Regions from separate parts of the Hordeum vulgare genome. Here region 2 is linked to region 1. The links are chromatin contacts, called in public Hi-C maps. All regions are on one chromosome and are shown on one strand. The core of a region is the stretch at or near the end of the contact, and the rest is flanking DNA. Distances in the headings are between cores, read along the strand shown.

Region 1 (6,689 bases), core at 2,512-5,011:
GGTACAATGGACCGGCCTGCCAGAGGAGGAAGCGACTTGGGAGAAGCTCGACGATTTCCGCCAGCAGTTTCCAGATGTTCAGCTCGAAGACGAGCTGTTTGAGAAGGCGGGGAGAGATGTTATGACCGGTACAACGTACCAACGGAGGAGGCCCAATGGGCAGGGTTAATTACGGGCTTAGCCCAAGTTATCTTACCTATCTTAGAAGTCCAAGTTATATTAGAGTCCAAGTTATATTAGAGTCCAAGTTAGAGTCCAAGCTATCTAGGGTTTAGTGGAGGTTGTCCTCCTTTATAAACACATGTACCCCTTCGATATTAATGAGACAATAAACAGTATATTCTGTTGTCGTCTCCCTCAGGAGACGAGAGCCCCGAACCCTAGCCGCCTCCCTCTCTCTCTCTCACGCCGCGACGGCGCCCAACCGCCGGCGCCGGCGTCCCCAACCTCGCAGCCCGCACTTCCACCCCTACAACCTACGTCCGAGACCTGGTAGAACCCTAGCCTCTACCAATTTGGTATCAGGTAGCTTGGGTTCGATGAGTTTGTCGGACCTTCCCACCACCACCGCCGCCGCCACCACCGCCTTCCCCGCCACCTCACAGCAGCCGCCGCCGCCGCACCACTCACCGCCGTCGGCCACCTCAGGTCCGGCCGCCTCCGGTCCCGCGGCCCTGGCGGCCGAACCCGCCCTCTCCCCGGCGGAGATGTCCTCGGCGATCCGCGACCTCAACCTGGCGGTCTCGAACCTCCGGACTCTCCTCCAGGTTCCGTACGCAACCCCGCCACCACCGCCTCCGCCGGCGGCGCCCTTCGCGCCACCGCCCCCGGCGACTGTCGTGCCCCAGGGCCTGCCGATCACCCAGGTCCGGTGGCCGCCGTCGCCGTCACCGACGTGGATGGACACGCCGACCTACACGACGGTGCCACTACAGCCAACGGTGTTGCAGCCACCCGCCCCCACCTTCGGGGGGGTCGGCGGGTACACTGATCCTTAAACCGGGAGCTTCGTGGTGCCGCAACACTCTCCTTCCGCCGCGCTAGGCCGTCACGAGGGCACCTACGCGGCCTCGCCACACGTGCAGCAGCCACCCCGCTTCACCAAGCTGGAGTTCGCCACCTACGACGGCACCATCGACCCCCTGAACTGGCTCAATCAGTGCGACCAGTTTTTCAGGGGGCAGCGGACCATGGCGTCCGACCGCACGTGGATCGCCTCCTACCACCTCCGTGGCGCCGCCCAGACATGGTACTACGCCCTCGAGCAGGACGAGGGCGGGATGCCTTCATGGGAGCGCTTTCGCGACCTGTGTCTCCTCCGGTTCGGCCCCCCCATACGTGGGAGCCGCTTGGCCGAGCTTGGTCGCCTTCCCTTCACCACCTCGGTGCAGGACTTCGCCGACCACTTCCAGACGTTGGCCTGCCATGCGCCTGACGTCACGGCTCGCCAACGCGCCGAGCTCTTCGTCGGCGGCCTTCCCGACCACATCCGCATCGACGTTGAGATGCGCGACCCCCAGGACCTGCAGACGGCCATGTATTACGCACGCGCGTACGAGCAGCGCGCCAACGCCCTACAGCAGGCATTCCCGAGCCGCGGCACGCGTTCCCCGACCCGACCCGCCCCGGCGGCCGCCACCCTGACACGCCCCGCCCTGCCGGCCGCTACGGCGGCTGCCCCCGCGCCGACACGCACCTTCCGGCGCTTGACGTCGGCCGAGCAGCTCGAGCGGCGCCGCAAGGGCCTGTGCTTCAACTGCGACGAGCCGTATGCGCCAGGTCATACGTGCGCCCGCCTGTTCTACTTGGAGACCGTCGACGACGCGGAGGTGGAGGCCCTCACCGCGGAGCTCGACGCCACCACACTCTCCGAGGCCGGCGTCACGACCTACGGGCCGGTCGACGCGACCGCCTTCGTCGTCTCCCTTCATGCCATGGCTGGCATCAAGACGGCAAAGACGATGCTGCTTCCGGTGACGATCAACGGGGAGCTTCTGACCGCGCTCGTGGACACGGGTTCGACGCACAACTTCCTGTCCGGGGACGCCATGCGCCGCCTCGCACTCCAACCGGCGGGCTCGGAGAAGTTCAGCGTCACCGTCGCCAACGGGGACCGCCTTGCTTGCCAGGGGGTGGCGCGGCAGGTTCCCGTCCTCATCGGCGACGAGCCGTTCTCCATCGACTGCGTCGGCATCGACCTGGGCTGCTACGACTTCATCCTCGGCATCGACTTCCTGTCCACTCTCAGCCCCATCCTTTGGGACCTCGATGTGCTGTCCCTCATCTTCTGGCGCGAGGGCATCTTTTGTCTATGTACATCCGTATGTAGTTTATAGTATAATCTCTAAAAGGTCTTATATATTTAGGAACGGAGGGAGTACTAGTCTAGTCCATGCATGGCTTACTGGGTCACGAAAGCGTACATGTCCTGACTATAAATCTCCACTGTACATACACATGCAGGGTTCCCAAATTTGCATGAATTTTACAGGAATTCGTAGGTAAACAATCAATTCTGACAGGGTTACTGCAAAAATTGTGATTAAGATTTTCGCTTTATATGCTAGAGAAAAATGATGGTAACTTACAGATAGTTAGAATTAAGTTTCAAGTACGGACGCACAAACGAATATGGTGGTTCAGATTTTTGGTTTATGAACACCAGGCAGCATGTAAAATTGTAAACCAATTGCTTGGCGTTGTCGAACTACATTTTTCACAATAAGAAATACAATGTTAAATAAAAATAATTAAGAATGGGAGGAGGAACTGATTGGTACGGACGGACAATATATCAGTCGCATGAAAAGTTATGTATAGTGTGAGATTCTTTGGTCCAGATGAACCTAGATTCAGCAAAATATTTCTAGCCTATTAAGTGTGAATCGAACTGTAGTATCATTGGTGTCGTTCCCTTTCTGAAGGCGTTGCTGTTGAAGAACTTTTCTCGTTGTTCTTATGGTGTCAAGAGATGATTGGTGCGGATGGTTGTTGTTGTAGTAGTTTGTCAATCACTGTTTTGATCACTTCATCTCTTTTTCTTTTTCCTCGTTTAGGCATAGCTTTGGTGTTTTGTCGAAGTGTTTATCTGTGTGTTGGTCTTTTGGTTATGTGCATCCTAACTATACAGAGGTCGGGCCTGTGCTCCTTGTGTTTTATACCCTTGATGTTTCATTCCGAGTCAATAAAATCCATCCTTGTGTCGGAGATTGTTTCAAGAGAGGATTTGGTAGGTTAGGTATAAAAGAGACAGTAGAAGGTTGGTGCATGAAGATTGAAGAGAAGAAGATGGAGCAAATGTTATGAAGCTTATATATATATTTATGCTATCCGGAGATCGAGCTTGCAAATTGCAAGCGAATGGAGCCCCCAAGTCCCATACATCCCCAGCTAGACCTTGCTCCCCAGTGAATCGTGATCATGAGTTCGTGACATATAACGAAGATGTTTTTCCCAAAAAAGAAAAAAAAATGTGATACCTAGATTTTCTGTCATATCGTAGTACTAGGATACATATTGTCCTTGCATTTTTTTTTCCTACTAGAGCATCACGGGGCAAGTGTGAGCGGGAAAAGTAACAGTCTGGCTGCTCATGTCCAAAATCCCACAGGCGAGGCGAGGAACAAGGAAGACCTAGAGTGGCAATTCGTTGGCGACATGGACGTCACGGTATGGCACCGTATGACCCAGGCCAAGCCTAGCCCTGCTTGCTTCTCCGACAGTAGGATACGACTGTGATGTTCCCCTGTCCAGTCCAGGTGGTCCAAACTAATCAGGTACTCCTAATTAACCAGCAAGTAGGAGCGGTAATCAGGGCCCTGTGGGGTGGCCCCCCACAGCCCGGATCCCCAACGCCTTGACAAGGAAGCGCCTGCGCCGATCCACGAGAAGATCGCCGGCTGGGGGCTAACTAGTAGCTAGGGACCGCCCGTACATATCCATGGGTACTAGTTATAGCACTCCCACGATGACATGTTTAACCAAGCTCCCATGTTTAACCAAGCTCCCATGGCTTCTCCTAACCTGTTTTGTTCTTGTTTTGGTACCCGTACTAGTACTCCCTCCGGCACAGTTTACAAAAGCATGCATATGTACCTAGGTTGTTAATTTAATTTATATAAAATATATTATTTAACATAAAAATCATATCATTATAGAAAATAAAACATTTAAAGCTTCTAATGATATATTTTTTATAATGCATGCCTCCCATTAAGTTAGTCAAATTGACAACCTAGATACATATGCCGGGCTTGTAAATTGAGACGGAGGGAGTACTATATTTCCTTTGGACGAATCATCATCAATCTATAGCCTAGTTAGCCAACCTACTAACCTTAGCTCGGGCACAGCTGAAAAGTGAAACCCAAACGTGCACGTTGTTGCTTCACGACATGGTGACTGGTGTCAAGTCGGCATAAGATTTAATGGGGGCCATGGAGCTCTTTTTCGCGCAATTAACACTCTGTTCCCCCACACGGTGGTGGTCCTCGTTAAATCACCCATCGCATTTTTTTTTTATTTTTTTGGCACGATGGAGCCGCGAGTCCTCTTCTCTCCAGCCCAGCCATATGTGTCCTTTAATATACGGATGTCCTAATGCGTAGCAAAGTGCTGTCTCGAAGAGGCATATATGGCAAATCAAGTTGGTTAACACGCACGTTGCTCTAATTTCATTTCGACCTGCCGAAGAAAGTGAGGGGAGTGTGTCTTGGCTGCAATCACGGAGGCGCGTCCTCCCGTTTGCTCGACATCCTCTGGACCGGTCCTCTTTTCCAGTTGGTGCAAGCTATACTTTCCCACGGAATTATTGCTAAATGCAGTTAATGCGAATGCATTTGAGAAGCGATCACGGCGCCACAAGGATTTGCAGGGAATGCATAACTGCCAGTGCACTACTACTACTATGTTAAACATATTTTCCTGTAGGCCATAAGCCGGCCCATCCAGGGTTGTTGGAACCCGGATAGCTAGAGATAGAACTGCATATTGTTTAGATCTTCGCTCTATTACTTGTACTCGAAGATACAATCTTAACTGTACGCATCTCGTGGGATATGCCTCATCCTATCAATAAATACTTGTACGGTCCTTTTCGAAGGGTAGAACGCTTCCATCATGTTTTCTACATGGTAATGAGAGCATCATCTTTCCCTTACGTTCTGAATCAAAGAGAAAAACCCATCTCCACTGCGAGCACTCATGGCGGCCTCCACTTCCACTCAAGCTATCTTTATCCTTGGTTCTCGGGTCACGGAGAAGCTCACCACGGAGAATTATCTCCTTCGGGGGTGTAGATCGTTCCACACTACCTCGGCGCCGATCTCTATGGATATGTTGATGGCTCCATCACCATGCCGGAGAAGTTTGTCATCACCAAGGACAAAGAGGGAAAATATCGGGTGCTTCATACGATGTGTGGGTCAGGCAGGACCAACAGGTCCTCGGGCACATCTTGAACAATCTATCAAGGGATGTGCTTGTCTCCGTTATCTCCATCTGGATGGTCGTGTGCCATCGCTCGGTAACATGTTTGCCTCACAATCTCGTTCACGTATACATAACATTTGCATCTCGCTCGCCAATGCTAAGAAAGGAACTCGGTCTGCTCTGGCTTACTTTCCTCGGATGTGCGGCCTGACGGACAAATTTACGGTGGCTAGGAAGCCGCTGGATGAAGATCATCGTGAGGCTGGACTTGGATTACAATTTTGTGGTCTCGACCCTGGATGCCCGCACTGAACCGGTCACTGTCGACTTTCTCTACTCCCAAGTCTGCAATTTTGACAAACGTGTGGAGCTCTTCACTGGTGGCAATGGCGGCGGAGGCTTCAAGTCCTCTGCTAACGCCGCTGCATGCCATAGTGGCCCGCCTCCCTCTTATGGCAAGTCCAAGCAGAAGCAGAGCGGTGGCGGCTACAAAAAGAAGGAAGGTATAGGTGGGCGCCCTTTCTACAAGAACACGAAGGGTACCCGGTCTGGTGGCAGTTCTGGCAGCCCAAGAGGTCCAGGAGGGCCTGGCGGTCCACCACCCGGCAACAACCCAAGGGGTAATGACCCAATCGAGTGCCAAATTTGTGGAAAATTTGGCCACATCGCCAAAGATTGTTGGTACAGGTTCGATAATGATGCACTGGAAGAGAAGGTTGTTCGCTACCCAATATGGGGTGGATACAAACTGGTACGTTGACAGTGGAGCGACCGACCACCTCACAGAGGAGCTAGAGAAACCGACGGTGCGTGACAAGTATCGTGGACAAAGCTAGATTCATGGCGTCGATGGGTTAGGTATGAGAATTTCTCATATTGATCATTCACTATTACAAACCTCTAGTAGTCCTATTTATCTTAACAAAATTCCTGATTCTCCTCATGCAAGAAAAAATCTTCTTTCCGTACATCGAATTGCTTTAGACAATCATGTATTCCTTGAATTTCACCCCTTTGTCTTTTTGATTAAGGACCAAGCAACGAGGAGAGTGCTCTACAGAGGTAGATGTGTTGGTGGGCTTTGTTCGTTGATTCCTCGCTTTAGGAACTCCAATAAACAAGTTCTTTGTGTCACTGTCGTGGTAACGAGCCTGGCAGTAGAGGTGAGGGGTACGTAAGGAGAGGGCAGAGTCCTAGCTACGGCGAGTTTGTACACACGATGTATGAGTTCAGGCCCCTCTTGTGGAGGTAACAGCCCT
Region 2 (6,689 bases), core at 2,688-5,187, 150 kb after region 1:
GGTCTCGATCGATCTCGAGTACCGGGGTTCTGCTTGCTCAAAAAGGAGGCTAGGAAGGTGATTGAGGTTGCTGCGATGAGGAATGAGGGGTGCTGGAGCGAGGGGAGGGGCTATAAATAGGCCCGCGTCGGTGAGCCGACTCGGGAGCGCCGGTGATTCACCGTGGCGCGCATGGGGGTGCAGAGAGGAGCTGGGGTCGAAACCACGGTCTCAGGACTGCCAGGAGCTACCGTGGCCAGGCATCTCTGGCCAGTTTTGGTGCGCGCGGGCACGCGTCGCACCAGCTCTTAGAGAGAAGGGGCCCTGATGGTCGCTTGATGCAGAGGGGTTGTTGGGGGAGAGGATGCACACATCGGGGGGCTCGAACTGTCCGAGAGCGTCGCCCCCACTTCGGTGGCTCTTTGTAGCGCGCCGAGAGCGCAGCTTTGGCATGCCATGACATGCTGGCGCGCTCTGGGGTGCCTTGGACGTGTCTAGCATGTCCTGGGCACTGGCTGGGAGATGCCTAGCCGTTGGAGACCCGGGGGAGCTTCGGCTGGTCAAGGGGGACAAGGAAATTAAATAGGTGTTGTCAGCCTTGAGCTGAAGCTTAGATTGGGGCTTTTGGCATTTCTACTTTGAACCAGAGAGGGGCCAGTTGACTCAGGCTTGGCATTGATGCTAGCCACCTAATCTGAGAGTTTGGGAGAAAGGGTTGGGGTTTAGCTAAGGTTAGGAGGAGTTTTACCCATCTGTCAGAAGGTACTCGACGGTGGTTTGGGGTGGTTGCACCCCACCACTTGCTCTGCAACTTAACAGGATTGGGTATGGTGCTAAAACAAGAGGCTTCACCAAGTTTGAGCTCCATTGGACAAGTTTAGCTTTGTAAACTTGAAAACATCACCAAATGACCAGATATGTTCCTTCCAAAGAGAGTGTGGGAAAATTAAGCCCCACAAATCCCATTTTTGGCATGGAGCCCTCATTTGAGGTATTAGGCACTCCTGCAAAGTTTCAACTCCATTGGACAAACTTTTCTATGTAGAGTTTCTCTAACTTCAATCTGGACATAAGGGGGTTTGCAACTATTTGGTGCCCTTAATCATCTTGGATCAAGGTGAAATTTTATATGGACACCAAATATGGCTTAGGGATACCACTAGCATTTTCTAGGAATTTATTGAGAATATTTCCTTTGTAAATATTTAAAAATGTCAAAACAGACAAAAGGGGTTTTCAGGGTTTTACTCAAATAATAATAATACAAATAGGGGTTGAAAATCTTATGTATGGAAAATATATGTCCTTCTGATCATCTCCAATGTTTCTCAGATTTTTCTAAGACATAGAAGTATATTTCCATATAGGAATACCATTTGTGGCCTCAGAAATGGACATGCAATTAAACTAGAAAAATAATTCATAAAATAATTATTATATGGTTTTGGTTCTCTAAAATGGTGCTAGAACTAGATCACCAACTTTGGGTAAGAACACTCCTTGCCATCAAGGACTTGTAGTGCAACCCAAAGCAGGGTTTTGCTTTAACTAGAAATAATAAAAAGGGTTTTGAAAATAATTAAGTAATGAGAAATGTGGTTTTTAATATCACATGATCAAGCATACAAGCATACAATGACAATCATGGCACTCACAACATTAGTTTTGAAAAAGTTTTAATAAACTCAGATTTTTGAATTACAGAAAAAGTGGTAGTGAAAACAGGGTGTGACACCGACTCTCGCTACCTAGATCTTCATATCATAAACCTCATGTTCCTCCATCTATGCTTCGAGGCCATGTCTGGTATTAAGATCAACTTCGACAATAGTGAAGTTATAGTTTTAGGGTACTGAGAGGACGAACAATAGTGGATTGTGAATAATCAGAACTAAAGGTTGTCCCCATTTCCCATTGCATACTTTGGAATATCGCTCTGTGATCCATAGATACCCTTGAGTGAATTCGGCCCACTTATGGTATGAGTCGCGTCTAGGTCAAGATCTTGTTGTGGTTGTCTTATGTCCAAAGGGAGTAAGGTCGTGCTACTCCTCCCTGTCTAGTATCCCCATGTATATGATGGGGTTGTATATCCCGTCGGGGGGTAAATAACTTCTTAGATAATGAATTTTCCTGCTTCTTTTGGCAAGTGGCACATTGCTAGTAGAAATAGCGAAGTGGGATGATATATGTGTGCCTAAGTAGCTGGGAGGGACTCGCATCCTTGTGTCCCATCACATGAATGTTGCCCTTATGCTTAGATGGGTCTAGCGAATCCTTTGCACGGACGGGGCTATGGTTACAACTTATTCATGCTAAGTAGAAGTAGGGTTGACCCCTCCTAACATGCGAACATAGGGAGGGTTCTCAATTCTAGAGATCGATCCATCCAGAGGATCAAGCATGAGATCCACAATGGGCTCTCATACGTTTCCATTAGCAATGGAGAAGGGACTGTCTTCTTTGACCCTGGGTGGGAGGGTCTCCGCTATGTACAGAGTTCCCAAATGTGTTTGCTATCTGCTTGAATCATTTGATATTGGTCTCCACAGCGGCCCATGATGGCCATTGGAACTTCTTGTTTCAACGAACATTTGAGCCCGGGGAGACCACGGGGTGGGCCAACTTGTTGGTTTCCCTCTCTTTGGTGCTTGCGGACTATCCCGACACCATTTCTTGGTCGCTGGCCCCCACGGCGATCTACTTGGTTGTCTCCTCTTACCATGCCTTATTCCATCGGTCGCCCCTTTCTTCGACTCTTCTACTATGGAAGGCTCCCATGCCTCTCAAGATCAAATTATTTGTTTGGGAGTTGATGCAGTTTACCTCCCATCATGGACAGAGGTGATCGAGCGATATGGCCCTCGAGATGGAATGTGCCCCTTTTTGTGGTGTTTTGGAGACTGGAACACACGTCTTATTCTCTTGCACAACAGCACAATTCCTTTGGGGCTTTGTCCATGAGGCTCTCGGGGGCGAATGTAAGGCCTTGGACATGGCTAGGTTCCTTCAAACATGTGCCAACCAGATTGGAAGGAGCAGACGCCTCTTCTAACTTGTGTTCATGGCACTAGCTTGGACCTTGTGGACGAAGCTGAAGAGGATGGTTATTGAGCAGGTATTCCTTAGGCGGGCCTCTGACTTTATTTTTAAATTCATTGCATTCTTGCAGCACTAGCACCCACTCTCTAGATAGTAGGATCGTGGCCAGCTTGGCCACATGATGAATGTGATGACTAGTGCCGCACATCGTGTGGTTTCTTCGTAGACCTCCAGAGGTACTAGCCACTTAGTGGTTGTAACGCCCCGACCAAGCCCATCTGTTCAACCATCGGTTCCTAGTCATTGTTTCTAGGATCTAGATTGGCCCCACAAACCAAGTAATCTTTCATATGCATTTCATTCTTACACGTGCGCACCTCGGGTCAACTTCTTAGTCGATCATTCATCCTTAAATTGTTAAGCCAAACACTTTTAACTTTTTAATTGACTGTTGAAGAAGAAGATGCACTTTATTAATATGACTAGTTTATCATTTCTATTAAGCCGGATGTCAGAGTGTTTTTTCCTTTCTTTTCTTTTCTTTTATGGTTGTTGTTTGGGCGTGTTGTGATGATAGAGTATTTTTAATTCTGTTGTGGCAATTGATGTTGTATTGACATGATAATTGTTTGTTTTATTTATAAAACCGGATGATGAAAACCTGATTAAAAAACGACACAGGATAGGAGAGGTGGGGGAGGAGAGGTAGACTGGGAGCGGATGTCACGCGCTAGTTCCATGGCAAGATGCATACATATCGTCCATCGTAATACCATTCGGAAGTACTCCTAGCAAGCTTTGGGGAGGCACGTGGGAAATAAATACCCCAAAAGCGACTCTTGTCCATGGGAACAGGGCAACCAACGAGCCCGGGTGACGTGGAGCTCCCAACGCCCACGAGACGCGACATGCGAGCACGGCGTGTATCATCCATGCGTGGCACACACTGACACACATGCAGCGCTAGTGACCCACTTTAATTGTCCGATGACCCCCGCAGTAACTGATGTGAGCGGTAATGCCTGGATGCATAGACACAATCCTGTTCATCACAGGGCCTAATCAAAGCTGAGATCTTGGTTGATTTTATCGTGATTATTAAAAAGGAGCCATGCATGCACGTACTCGTACAGGGGTATTAGCCAGGGACTGTTCTCTCTTTGACTTCTAATAATACGAGACGTGTTGATTCTATCGTGATTAATAAAAAAGAGCCATGCATGCATTTGTCATATAGGGGTGTTAGTCAGGGATTGTTTTCTCTTGACTTCTAATAATACGGGATGTGGAACATTGACATTGCTGATCTTGTCCGGTTAACTGGGGTCTCTCATGTGCCGGTGCTAGCTTATGGATGCAGCGTCATGCGTGGGACTTCCAACATATACAGTCAGGATGATGCAGTGGGTCCGGTTACTAGCAGAAGAGGATGCACTTGCGTTGCAATAGGACCCAAATAATTAGATTCACTCCATACAAAACGTTGGCCGCATTTACTCCACCAATTTGGAAAAGGGGTCTTGGAGAAAGAAAAGAAAAAACATTGTACATGGGAGTCCCTAGACTTATCTGAAACTAATCTATACTCTTTTTGTACATGATGCTTAAATGTCCATTATAGCAAGCGGGATGCCCCTACATGTTGTATTAAGAAATCTTGTACTTCTTCATTGTTGCACCATATATGCACGCCGACAGAGCTAATTTGAGATCCCTTTACATGATAATACATTGCATATCCCTTGCACATAATTAATCCACCAGTTAGTGATTGTGTGTGTCGCATAAACTAGCCATGACTTTGTGTAATGGAATTGCGGGCACACTTAGAGAGCCTAATTTAGTGCATTGACATTCCTCTATGTCATTTATGACTTTGTGTAATGTATGACGTCTATATCTCCACTTTAGCAGCAGTAGTGGTAATAGTTGGCTACAGAAATGGATTACAGGTCAAAAATCCTAGCAAAACAGGTCGTCACGCACACGGCAATACAAGAGAGATGCACTTACAAGATCATAGAATGCTTCAGTCCAAGATTTTGGTTGGCCAAGGTGTTTGATCCAAAAAACATCATCCATGTAGCAATTGTGAGCTCCATAACATGTAGCAACGACTAGTTAGTATATTTGAAGTGCAACAGGCAGGTGATGTTGGACGGGTTTAAAGGTGAGAAGTAACTAGGTTGAGACGGAGGCTTGGCATCGTGGGAATCAGGTTAGAGACGTTGAGGTTGTTTCCGTTGTGATGGTCGTTGGGGTCTTGAAAGGAGATATGGGACCGTGGATGAGGGCATTTGTGAAGCGACTCTGGTAGGGTGGACGATGAAGTGAATCTGAGGTCGTGGACCAGTTCATCGGTAAAGCTCTATCTTTGAGTTATAATCTTTGCTAACCGTGGAGAGGAGGTACGTAAGATGAGTATATATAGGCCCATCAATGAAGGGGGTAAGTTGGGAGTGAAAGATACATGGCTTGGGCCCAACTTGTGCTTATAGGCATGCCTCGAAGGATTCGAGTGCTCGTAGGTGCGAGGGTCACTTCAAGGTGTCTCCGAGGGAAAACAGGGGGCTCCGTAGTTTGGCTCGGAGCCACCTCACAGGCTCCGAGCTGCACTAGAAGTGTTGTAGTGAGGACCGAAGGCTCCGATAGTGCTCTGAGTTGCTCCGTCTCCTTTGGCTGCCCTTGCCCACGACTTTGTGGTGTCTCCACTTCCATGCTCCCCTCTTGGACGATGTACTCAAACCCTTGCGCTTGCAGCACTCCACAACGTGTGTGATGCTCTTGAACGCACATGCACAAGGTAAGAGTGGAAAGTAGTACACCATCACGCATAAAGAAGAAGATCCACTTGTATATGTATGATGTGTTTGTTTCTTGGCGATGACGCACTTGACGTGGTGATGTTCACAGGATGCTCACATCATGAAGTTGGTGCAGTTGACATATTCATCCATCATCATTGAGGAAGTAGTTGATCAAATATAAGAAGTCATGTTGAGGAGCTCCCCAAAAAGTTTATTGCCCCTCACCGATGCAGGTTCACTAGAGGTGATTCCATAGGTATGCCCTCGCATGCACATGGTCATCGGACGGGGAAATTCGAGAGCAACATAGCAAGAGTAAAACAATGACACTGGTGCATATGTGCGGAGCATGTGCATTTTGATGGGTCATTTCTATGGTTTCCTTTCTCCACCTTCAATGACATGACTCGGTAAATTATATTAATTACCCGGTTGAAAAAATAAAATAGGTCCCCACGATGTGGAGGCCTCGAGCCCTTGCAAGGGAAAGGGGTCATCACGATATGAAATAGCTCCTTCTAGCTAATTAGGCTATAATTCTGGCTAACTAAGTTCTAGTTCTAGATAATCATACCCCAGGTTTAGTTAATTATACAATGGATGTTTGATGACCCACAAGTATAGGGGATCAATCTAGTCCTTTTGATAAGTAAGAGTGTCGAACCCAACGAGGATCAGAAGGATCTGACAAGTGGTTTTCAGCAAGGAAATATCTGCAAGCACTGAAATTATCGGTAACAAGTGATTGTGTGGTGAGATGATTCGCAGCAAGCAACAAGTAACAAAAGTAGCAACGGTGCAGCAAAGTGGCCCAATCCCTTTTGTATCAAGGGACAAGCCTCGACAAAGTCTTATAAGAGG

What was found. A called contact is a pair of places that touch in the nucleus more often than the background predicts.
Region 2: a contact with region 1 is called in a Hi-C map of leaf, with 4 times the contacts expected there. The contact joins two enhancer-like sites. A contact is called at or near these places in 3 of 6 Hi-C or Micro-C datasets (all in leaf) and 1 of 1 datasets of contacts at active chromatin or transcription factors (embryo).

The regions. Positions count from the first base shown.
Region 1 is chr5H:314,593,045-314,599,733 of MorexV3_pseudomolecules_assembly, forward strand. No RefSeq gene overlaps it. Among protein-coding and RNA genes, the nearest start is that of LOC123395383, 12 kb to the left of the region's middle. Within about 2 kb of position 3,762, at least 3 of the 3 cell types and tissues checked have open chromatin away from gene starts, as enhancers often do. A contact at or near this core is called in leaf, where this site is marked.
Region 2 is chr5H:314,743,099-314,749,787 of MorexV3_pseudomolecules_assembly, forward strand. No RefSeq gene overlaps it. Among protein-coding and RNA genes, the nearest start is that of LOC123397712, 11 kb to the right of the region's middle. Within about 2 kb of position 3,938, at least 2 of the 3 cell types and tissues checked have open chromatin away from gene starts, as enhancers often do. A contact at or near this core is called in leaf, where this site is marked.